Linked DNA regions of Arachis hypogaea: region 1 is linked to region 2. A link is a contact called in public Hi-C data. All regions are on one chromosome and are shown on one strand. Each heading gives the region's core, a stretch centred on a gene start, on an enhancer-like site or on the middle of the called end of the contact. The rest is flanking DNA. Distances are from core to core; before and after follow the strand shown.

What was found. Hi-C and Micro-C count contacts between places; a contact is called where the count stands out from the background.
Region 1: a contact with region 2 is called in a Hi-C map of leaf, with 1.9 times the contacts expected there. The contact joins the promoter of LOC112758313 here to the promoter of LOC140180033 in region 2. A contact is called at or near these places in 2 of 8 Hi-C or Micro-C datasets (leaf and an unstated tissue).

Annotation. Positions count from the first base shown.
Region 1 is chr16:20,041,530-20,046,289 of arahy.Tifrunner.gnm2.J5K5, forward strand. LOC112758313 (protein PHR1-LIKE 1) reads left to right here and starts at 2,551. Exons shown (of 8, transcript XM_025806941.3): 1 at 2,551-2,978; 2 at 3,713-4,292; 3 at 4,514-4,664; 4 at 4,759-4,760. The coding sequence starts at 3,753.
Region 2 is chr16:19,887,586-19,892,263 of arahy.Tifrunner.gnm2.J5K5, forward strand. LOC140180033 reads right to left here and starts at 2,113. Exons shown (of 1, transcript XM_072220415.1): 1 at 1,373-2,113. The coding sequence starts at 2,113. The coding sequence ends at 1,373.

The DNA.
Region 1 (4,760 bases), core at 1,301-3,800, 150 kb after region 2:
TCTTATTGATAACTCATTTTCTATCAATTTTCTCATTCAAACACATTAATTTGACCTCGAAAAACTGCGAAAATCATTGCCCGACCTGAGTGGTCAGTAAGATGAAGCGACGAGGTACAAATTAATGTAAGAAGTTATGTAAGCTTCGTGGTCCAACCTTAAAAGAGTCGGGCCTAAAAACGAAATTCAAGAATAACTTGATAAACTCGACTACTTAAAGTCGGAATGCAAACAATTAAGGGAAAGTTAAATTTACAAGAGAAACGTCTAAAGAATGGCCGACTTACTTTACCGACGTCTTTTTCCACTTAATAAAAACCCAACATTTTCAAGGCAGCATCTAAAGCTACCAAAATGATTTACAATTAAGTCGTAAAAGGCAAAAATAAACTAAGCAGAGGATGATAAAAAAAAATACTCATTCATGCAAAAGAACCACCACATATGCGAGTAGTGGAAAAAGGTCTTTAAGCAAGGAGAAATAAAGTATTCCAACTACGACTATTACAAAACAAAAAATTTTTCATAAAGACCCACAAGCCGGGTCATTCAAAGCAATGAATTACAAAGGAAGGAGCTATTCTCCATTAGTAGCATCTTTAGGCTAAGTAGAGGAGGTCAGAATAGCTTCAGAAGGAGTAGGGAGTTTCTTAGGAGGAGGTATGATGGGCTCATCTTCCATCCGAGTTGGAAAGCTTTGAGAAGCTCCCTTAACTCGGACTTCTAAGGTCTTCGGGTCGGGCATGGGAGTATCCTCATCGTCCTTAGGTGCAGGAACAATCTTCCCATCAACCACAATGTTGTCGGGACTAATAAGGGAGAGGTCCGCCTCGAGAGCAACAACCCGAAATTGAGCCTTCAGGTTCTGCACCATCTCATCCATACCTTTATCTATGGTTGCCTCAAGCTCTGCATATTTATCTCTGGACTTAATAACTTCATCTACCAAGTCGAGCTTCTTTCCAAAGACCTAGATCCGTCACGTGATGCTACCGTCGCTTGAAGGGAGTTCGAAGAGAGAGAGAGAGAAAGAGAAAGAGAGAGAGAGAGATCGTTGCCATCGTTACTCCAACATTTACTGTCGCTGTCCTATTTTACCACTGTTATCAACATCGAAATTTGCTAGGCATATCATTAATAACAAAGAGGAAGATAGGGTTTATATTTTTTAATTATTAATTTTATAATTATTAAGGGTAAATTTATCGTTTTATTGACCAAAAAATAATTTTAATATTAATGATAATTTTAAACGAAAATATGTTATAAACAATTTTAATTTCAACTCTAAATTTTAGAAATTAAAAGAGTACCTATCCTAAAACTAAAAAATTACATTACAATCAGTACGATGATTATAATACAATAACATTTTTTTTAAATAAAAAACGGTAGAAAAAGGTAATCTGTGGTCTTGAAGCCCTCTGTATGGTGATTGGGTATCTTCATCCTTGCTAAATCAAATATTGAGTGGTTCGTTTTTTTTTATTCTTTTTATAAGTAGGTGTTTGATATAACAAAACTAGAAGGAACTGGCAAAAAGGCCATTTGTATACATACATCCCATCAATAAAATGAAAATATTAACATTATGCAACTAACTATTAAAATACATATTAAAATATATAATAAAAATATATAAAATAATATGTATAAATATAGTGAATGATTTTTTTATGTTTTATAAACAAAATGGACTATGATATGATATTGAGCCTACTTAATTAATTACAGGTAACGCTATAAAGTTACGAATCTAGAAATTAGATCTGTTATTAGTCTGGAACACTAGCCACAAAACATTTTACCCAGTGATTATGTAGCACTTAGCACATAACAATTCTTTTAGATAAGGGTCAAGAGTTTGAATTAATGTTTAAATTTATAGTTAGCATCTATCCTTTTAAATTAAAAGCAAGCACCTCTAATAAAAGTAAAGTAAAACCAAGAAGTGAGTCTTTTTTTCAATGATAGATACCCTGGAAAAATAAAATAATCCAGCACATAGGGCATAGCTTTCTTTCATTTTCGACAAATTTGACATAGAGTAGCAAGTAATAAGGTAGGAATCGCCACCATTCAAAAAGAAATTAGACAATGACCAATGACCTTGATGGACCATTTTTGGACCCATGCCACACTCACATTCATCACTCTTCACTCTTCACTCTTCACTCAACACCGTTCATTAGCAGCCTTTCGCTTCCATCAGCAGCCAATAAATCCACACACACTTTACCCATTTAATTAAATAGAAAAAAAATACACAATTAAAAAATTTAATTTTAATACACTATTAATATCAAATAATTTTATATTTATATCTAATTATATTAATTATCTTTTATATTAATTGTATAAATAATCATTTGAAAAACGAAATATAATTAAATAATTATATAAAATATTTTATATTATTACATTATCAAAATTAAAATTATAAAAAATACTATATAATATACATAATTTTTTTCCATGTCATTATTTGCTTTACATTTGTTAAAGTCAACAAGTTGCAAAGTGCAAATAGCAGGGAGGAAAAGGATTAGAGTGACACACACAAAACAAAAGCTTGTGCATGAATCCGAATCGGACGGTGGAGAATGAACAAGAGAAGAGACACACGTGTGAGTGGCGCAGGGGATGGCAAACTTGTTTCAGTTGGCCAATGACAAGAGAGAGAAATGGAGGGTGTGGTAATGATTTTTTATGAGAGAGAGAGAGAGAATGATAATATGATATTATGAGAATCAAAAACACCAAAAAGGACCGAGTTTGGGTTCCGAGATTGTTTGTTTAAGTGAAACACGACAAACCCAAAATACGTGTGCAACAGCAATACAACTCTGTGTTCCTCTCAACCTTGTCTTCTGTTATAGCATACCATAACCACAAACAACCATAGCCGAACCTCAAAAATCTAACCTTGGATTCCCAGCTTTCAGGTTCTCTTAGTTCCCACATAATCATTTTTATAGGTAAGTGCATAATCCATACACCCACTTTTGTAAATTTCAAAAAGTGTTGATTTTTGATTGTTGGGGTTAGGTGTCACTTGCTTATTGTTTTTGGGTTGGATTTATTTTTGGATAAGGTAAATTATTTTGAGCTCATATCTATTAATTTGGCAAATTTCTTTGTTCAAATCTGGAAGTGTGTTTTGATCTGTTCTGGTCAGAGATGTGTGTGTGTGTTGGGGTGTGGGTGTGGGTGAAATTCTGATTTTTTTTTTGTGACACTTGTCAATGTTTTTAACGGCGAATTCAGATTTGATGGCACCACTGAAATAGCTTAATGTTCAATGGATTCACATAATTGCCACGTATGTGTATATTTGTGTTCATTAGTTTTGCCGGCGGCTTCTGATGAAAACTTTTTAGGCCACTGCTTTTTTTTTTTTTTTTTTCCTTTATGTGGAGTTCTTTTAGGAGTTGGATATATTTTTAATAATAAATCTGATTTTTCCTTTTTTTGAAGTTATAAGATTGATTTTGCCGAATGTTGTATTTCTCATCCCATCTTATTTATTATGCCTAATTTAGCCTAAATATTGGTCTATTATTGGATAACCATGTTGCATTACTTCTATCTGTTTTTGTGTGATTTTGTCATTTCAACTTAGGTTCTTAGAGGATTAACAAGGAACCTGCTGTATATTTTGTCCAAATATGTTGGTAGTAATGATAATTGTCATTGGTTGTTATTGACAAAGGTACAAAGCTAGTTTCACTTGGAAGGAAGCTTTGAGTTCTATGTCTTCATCTTCTCCTGTTCTTCCAACACCACTGGATAACAAGTACATGAAACCCCCAGATTCGTTTCAGCTTTCGCCTATAAGAGAAATGACTGTGAATCCATCCCCCTTACAATCTACATCGTCGAATTCCAACACCAGAAGTACCGGACACACATTTTCGTCCCCTGGTGTTGTCTCTTTTTCTTCAGCTTCGCAGCATGAAAGGCAGCATCAACCTTCTTCCTTTGTTTCACAGACATTAGGTGAAGACAGTGTGTCTTCGGAGCTACATTCAGCATCATTCATTTCCCAGCCTCAAGAAAGCGACGAGATTTCCTGGGGACCGGATCCGTTCCAGGATATGCTTGGTTTCCCTGAAAATGTTTCTGTCCAGCATGATCAGGTGGAAAATGGTGCTTGTTATACAAACGATGACAATGTCAAACAATCTGATTTTGGGGAGTGGGTTGATAAGTTAATGTCAATTGATGATTCTTATGACCCAAATTGGAGTCAGCTCCTTGGTGATGATAATGAATCAGAACCAAAACCAAAGGTTGGTTTGTTTCTCTAACTGGTTTTTGCAGGTGGAAACTCAGATGTAGCCAACTTCACGTAAAGTTGATAACTAAGAGCCGTTAGATAAAAATTTAGTCAAATCATTCAAATCATTTAGTCAACTTCACGTGAAGTTGGTTTGTTTCTCCTTATTTTATTTTGTTTATGTTTATTGTATGTGTTCCGAAAACTTATCCTGGTCCTACCCTTTTGATGCAGCCCATCCAGCAGCAGAATGTACCATCTAAAGAAGTTAAAGGTCTTCCTAGTTCTCCATCAACTGCATCACAAACGAAGCCTCGAATGCGTTGGACACCAGAACTTCACGAGGCCTTTGTGGAAGCGGTGAATCAGCTTGGTGGCAGCGAGAGTATGTCTACTTCTCCATAGTCTCACAATGATGGACCTTTTCAGTTGATTTTTCTTGTTCATCTCATGATGTTAAATTGTTAATCAACATGCAGAG
Region 2 (4,678 bases), core at 863-3,362:
CACTTCAGTATGCGAGTTACATAATGTTCTCCAGCCTCTTCTTTGTATCTGCTCCTAAATCTTCGGATACTCATCCAGCTTGAGATCAAACTGGATTTTAGGAATCACTTTCTTCTTACTGGTGATCTCAAAGAAATGCTATTCGTACACTTTAGAGCTGAACCGGTTGGCATCAAACAGACCAGTCTGAGGGGCCTTTTCCTTCTTCTTTCTTGAAGAGGACTCTCCTCCCTTTGGTGCCATGTATAACAGTTAAAGAACAAGCAGCGCGACCACACCAAACTTAACAATTTTACTCGTCCTCGAGCAAAGAAAATCAGAAAATAGAGGATGGAGAAATAGAAAGGGGGTGGCAATAGGTGCAAGAAAAGGTAATTTTTGGGTGGAGAGGGAGGGTGGTGAAATAGAAAAAGAAAAGTAAAAAGGGGTTACTAATGAAAAAGAAAGAAAAGATAAATAAAAGGGTAGTGAGAAGTGGGGATGGAGTGGATTAAAATTTATTTATATAGAGAAGAGGGGGAGGAGGGAGTTACATTATGGGGGAAGGGAATTGAATGGGAATGAAAAAAAATTGGGGAAGGGGTTAGTGGCGTAATGGTTGGGGGGTGAGATTTGGGGAAGAGTGGTGAATGGGGAATGTAATTGGGGAAGGGGTAATGGTTGGGGGTGGGGTGGTGAATTCAAAATTCCAAAACTTTACAAATTTCAAAATTTGAATCCCGTACGAAGGGGTCTTCGAGGCGCTCTCGGCGCTAAACACCAAGTCCCGGCGTTTAGTGCCACCCCCGCTTCTTTTTTTTTGCGCTAAACGCCTAGGTAGTAGCGTTTAGTGCCACCAACATAGTGGTTCAATCACCAAATGGAACATCCTTGGTGCTAAACGCCAGATAGCAACGTTAGCGCCACTAAGACAGTGGCACCTCCTCAAATTACGTGCTGCTCGGTGCTAAACGCTAGGTCTCGACATTTAGTGCCACCAGGACAATGGCTCCCCCTCAAATTACATGTATATCAGTGCTAAACACTAGGTCTCAGCATTTAGCTCCACCATCACAGTGAATCTGCCTCAAAATACATGCCTCCTAGCGCCAAATGCCAGGTCGTAGTGTTTAGCGCCGAGGCAGCCGAATAAAAACTCCTCCAGAGTGTCTTGAACTCCCTTCTAATTGCACCTGTTCCTGTTATCAACATCTTGCATGACCAAAACACACGTAAAAAGAAGGAAAATTCTCAATAACTAGAATGAAGTAAATAAAACTAAAATGAATGTAAAATCAAAGGATACTAAAGATTGGGTTGCCTCCCAACAAGCGCTTCTTTAATGTCACTAGCTTGACAGTCAGCTCTGCTAAGTCAGCAGATGAGCGGACCTCTAGCGATCAACTTCACTTCCAAGATAGTGTTTTAGCCTCTGGCCATTGACAGTTAACCTCCTGTCAGAGTTTTCTTCTTGGAGTTCCACATGATCATAAGAAGATACTCTAGTTACCACAAATGGTCCTAACCACCAGGATTTCACCTTTCCAGGAAAGTTATTGAGCTTTGAATTAAACAGTAAGACTTTCTGGCCTGGCTCAAATGTTCTGGTGGCTATCCTTTTATCATGCTGCACCTTTGTCTTCTCCTTATAGAGTTTGGCATTTTTATATGTTGAGTTTCTAAATTCATCAAGCTCATTGAGTTGGAGGAGCCGCGTCTCTCCTGCAACTTTGGCATCAAAGTTCAGGAACTTTGTTGCCCAGTAAGCTCTGTTTTCCAACTCCATTGGAAAGTGACAGGATTTGCCATAGACTAACTGATATGGAAACATGCCAAAAGGAGTCTTGAAAGCCATCTGGTATGCCCAGAGAGTATCATCAAGCTTCCTAGCCCAGTCCTTCCTTGAAGCACTAATGGTCTTCTCCAGAATTCTCTTGAGTTCTCTATTAGAGACCTCAACCTGTCCACTTATCTGAGGATAATAGGGGGTAGCTACCTTATGACGGACTCCATATTTCTGAAGAAGAGAGTCCAGCTGTTTGTTGTATAAGTGGCTGCCCCCATCCTTGATTAGTGTCCTTGGGACACCAAAACGGTGGAAGATATATCTCTGAAGAAAGCTCATCACCACCATGGCATCATTAGTGGGCAAAGCCACGACTTCCACCCACTTGGACACATAATCTACTGCCACTAAAATGTAATTGTTGAATTTGAGGGAGGGAAAGGTCCCATGAAATTAATACCCCACACATCAAACAACTCAATCTCTAATATTCTCTACTGTGGCATCTCATTATGGTTGGGAATATTTCCAACTCTCTGGCACTTGTCACAATTCTTTACAAAATCTCAAGCATCTCTAAAGAGGGTCGGCCAATAAAAATTGCTCTGAAGGACCTTTGTTGCTGTCCTCTCACCACCAAAGTGGCCATCATACTCGGAACCATGACAATGCCAAAGAATCTACTGTGCCTCCTCATCCGGAATACATCGTCGGATGATACCATTTGACCATCTCTTGAAAAGATAGGGCTCCTCCCATAAAAGAAATACTTGGAATCACTGAGCAGCTTTTTCACCTGCTGTTTAGTATATTCTTTTGGGATGAACCTCATAGCCTTGTAATTTGTAATATCTGCAAATCACGGGGCTCTCTGTATAGCAAAGGGTTGCTCATCAGAAAAAGTCTCATTCATAGGAATGGGTTATTGCACGACATCTTCAGGCTCAATCCTAGAAAGGTGGTCAGCCACTTGGTTCTCTGATTCTTTCTTGTCTGTAATCTCAATATCAAACTCCTGAAGAATGAGCACCCACCTGATCAATCTTGGTTTAGCAACCTGTTTGGTTAGAAGGTACTTAAGAGCAGCATGGTCAGTATAAACAATAATCTTAGAACCAATCAAATAGGACCTAAACTTATTAAATGCAAAAACTACAGCTAATAGTTCTTTTTCTTTAGTTGTGTAATTCTTTTGTGCGTCATTTAGCACACAACTAGCATAATAAATGACATGCACAAGCTTGTTTTATCTCTGCCCCAAGGCACCTCCTATAGCATGATTACTGGCATCACACATCAATTCAAACGGTAAATTCTAGTTAGGAGGAGCTATGATGAGTGCAGAGACAAGCCGAGCTTTTAGAGTTTCAAAGGCATGCAAACAATTATCATTAAAGAAAAAAGGAATGTTTGCAACTAAGAGGTTACTTAGAGGTTTAGCAATTTTAGAAAAATCCTTTATAAACCTTCTATAAAAACCTGTATGTCCTAAGAAACTTCAGATTGCCTTTACATTAGTGGGTGGTGGCAATTTTTCAATTACCTCCACCTTAGCTTTATCAATCTTTATTCCTTTACTTGAAATCTGATGCCCAAGAACAATACCTTCAGTCACCATAAAATAACATTTTTTTCAGTTTAAAACAAGGTTTGTTTCTTGGTACCGCTTCAAGACCAAGGAAAGATTTCTCAGGCAAGAATCAAAAGAATTACCAAATACAAAAAAATCTTCCATAAATATCTCAATAAACTTTTCAACCCTGTCAGAAAATATTGAAAGCATACACCTTTGAAAAGTTGCTGGGGTATTGCACAATCTAAACGGCATCCTCCGGTAAGCAAATACACCAAAAGGACAAGTGAATGCCGTCTTCTATTGATCTTGAGGGTCCACTGCAATCTGATTATATTTAGAATAATCATCTAGAAAATAATAAAATGCATGTCCAGCTAACCTCTTAAGCATCTGATCAATAAAAGACAAGGGAAAGTGGTCCTTCCTAGTTGCAGTGTTGAGCCTCCTGTAGTCAATGCACATATGCCACCCGGTGACGATTTGTGTAGAAATTAGCTCATTCTTCTCATTCTTGACCACTGTCACGCCTTCTTTCTTGGGAACAACTTGCACGGGACTCACCCATGGACTGTCAGAAATTGGGTAAATTATCCCGGCTTTCCAGAACTTCATAACCTCTTTCTGAACCACCTCTTTCATGGTTGGATTTAGCCGCCTTTGTGGTTGTACTACGGGTTTAGCATACTCCTCAAGTAGAATCTTGTGCATACACATAGCCGGACTTATCCCTTTCAAGTCACTAATAGTCCACCTAAGAGCTGTTTTGTGGCTTCTAAGCACTTGTATCAACACCTCCTCTTCATCATGACTCAAAGAGGAGTTAATAATCACTGGATAAGAATCTTGCTCACCTAGAAAAACATACTTAAGAGAGGGAGGCAAGGGCTTCAACTCAAGCTTGGGTGGCCCTTCCTCCTTAGTATGCATGTTTAATTCCCCCTTCTGTGGTGATGAATCATCAATCTCTAGCAAACCATCCTCTGAAGGGGGTTCCAAAACAATATCAAGGACCTCTTGAATTAATGACTCAGTTAAATCAACTCTCATACATCCTTCAAAATCACTAGGATGTTGCAAGGCCTCAAGCACATTAAGAACAACCTCTTCATCATTGCCTGTCAGAGTCAACTCACCCTTTTGCACATCAATAAGGGCTCTTCCTGTATTTAGAAAAGGTCTTCCCAAAATAATGAAAGTATTCACATCTTCTTCCATATTCAGTATCACAAAATCAGTAGAAAAAATGAAGGGTCCTACTTTCACTAGTAAATTCTCAACAACTCCAAGAGGATATTTAATTGAACGGTCAGCAAGTTAAAGAAAAATTCTAGTGGGTT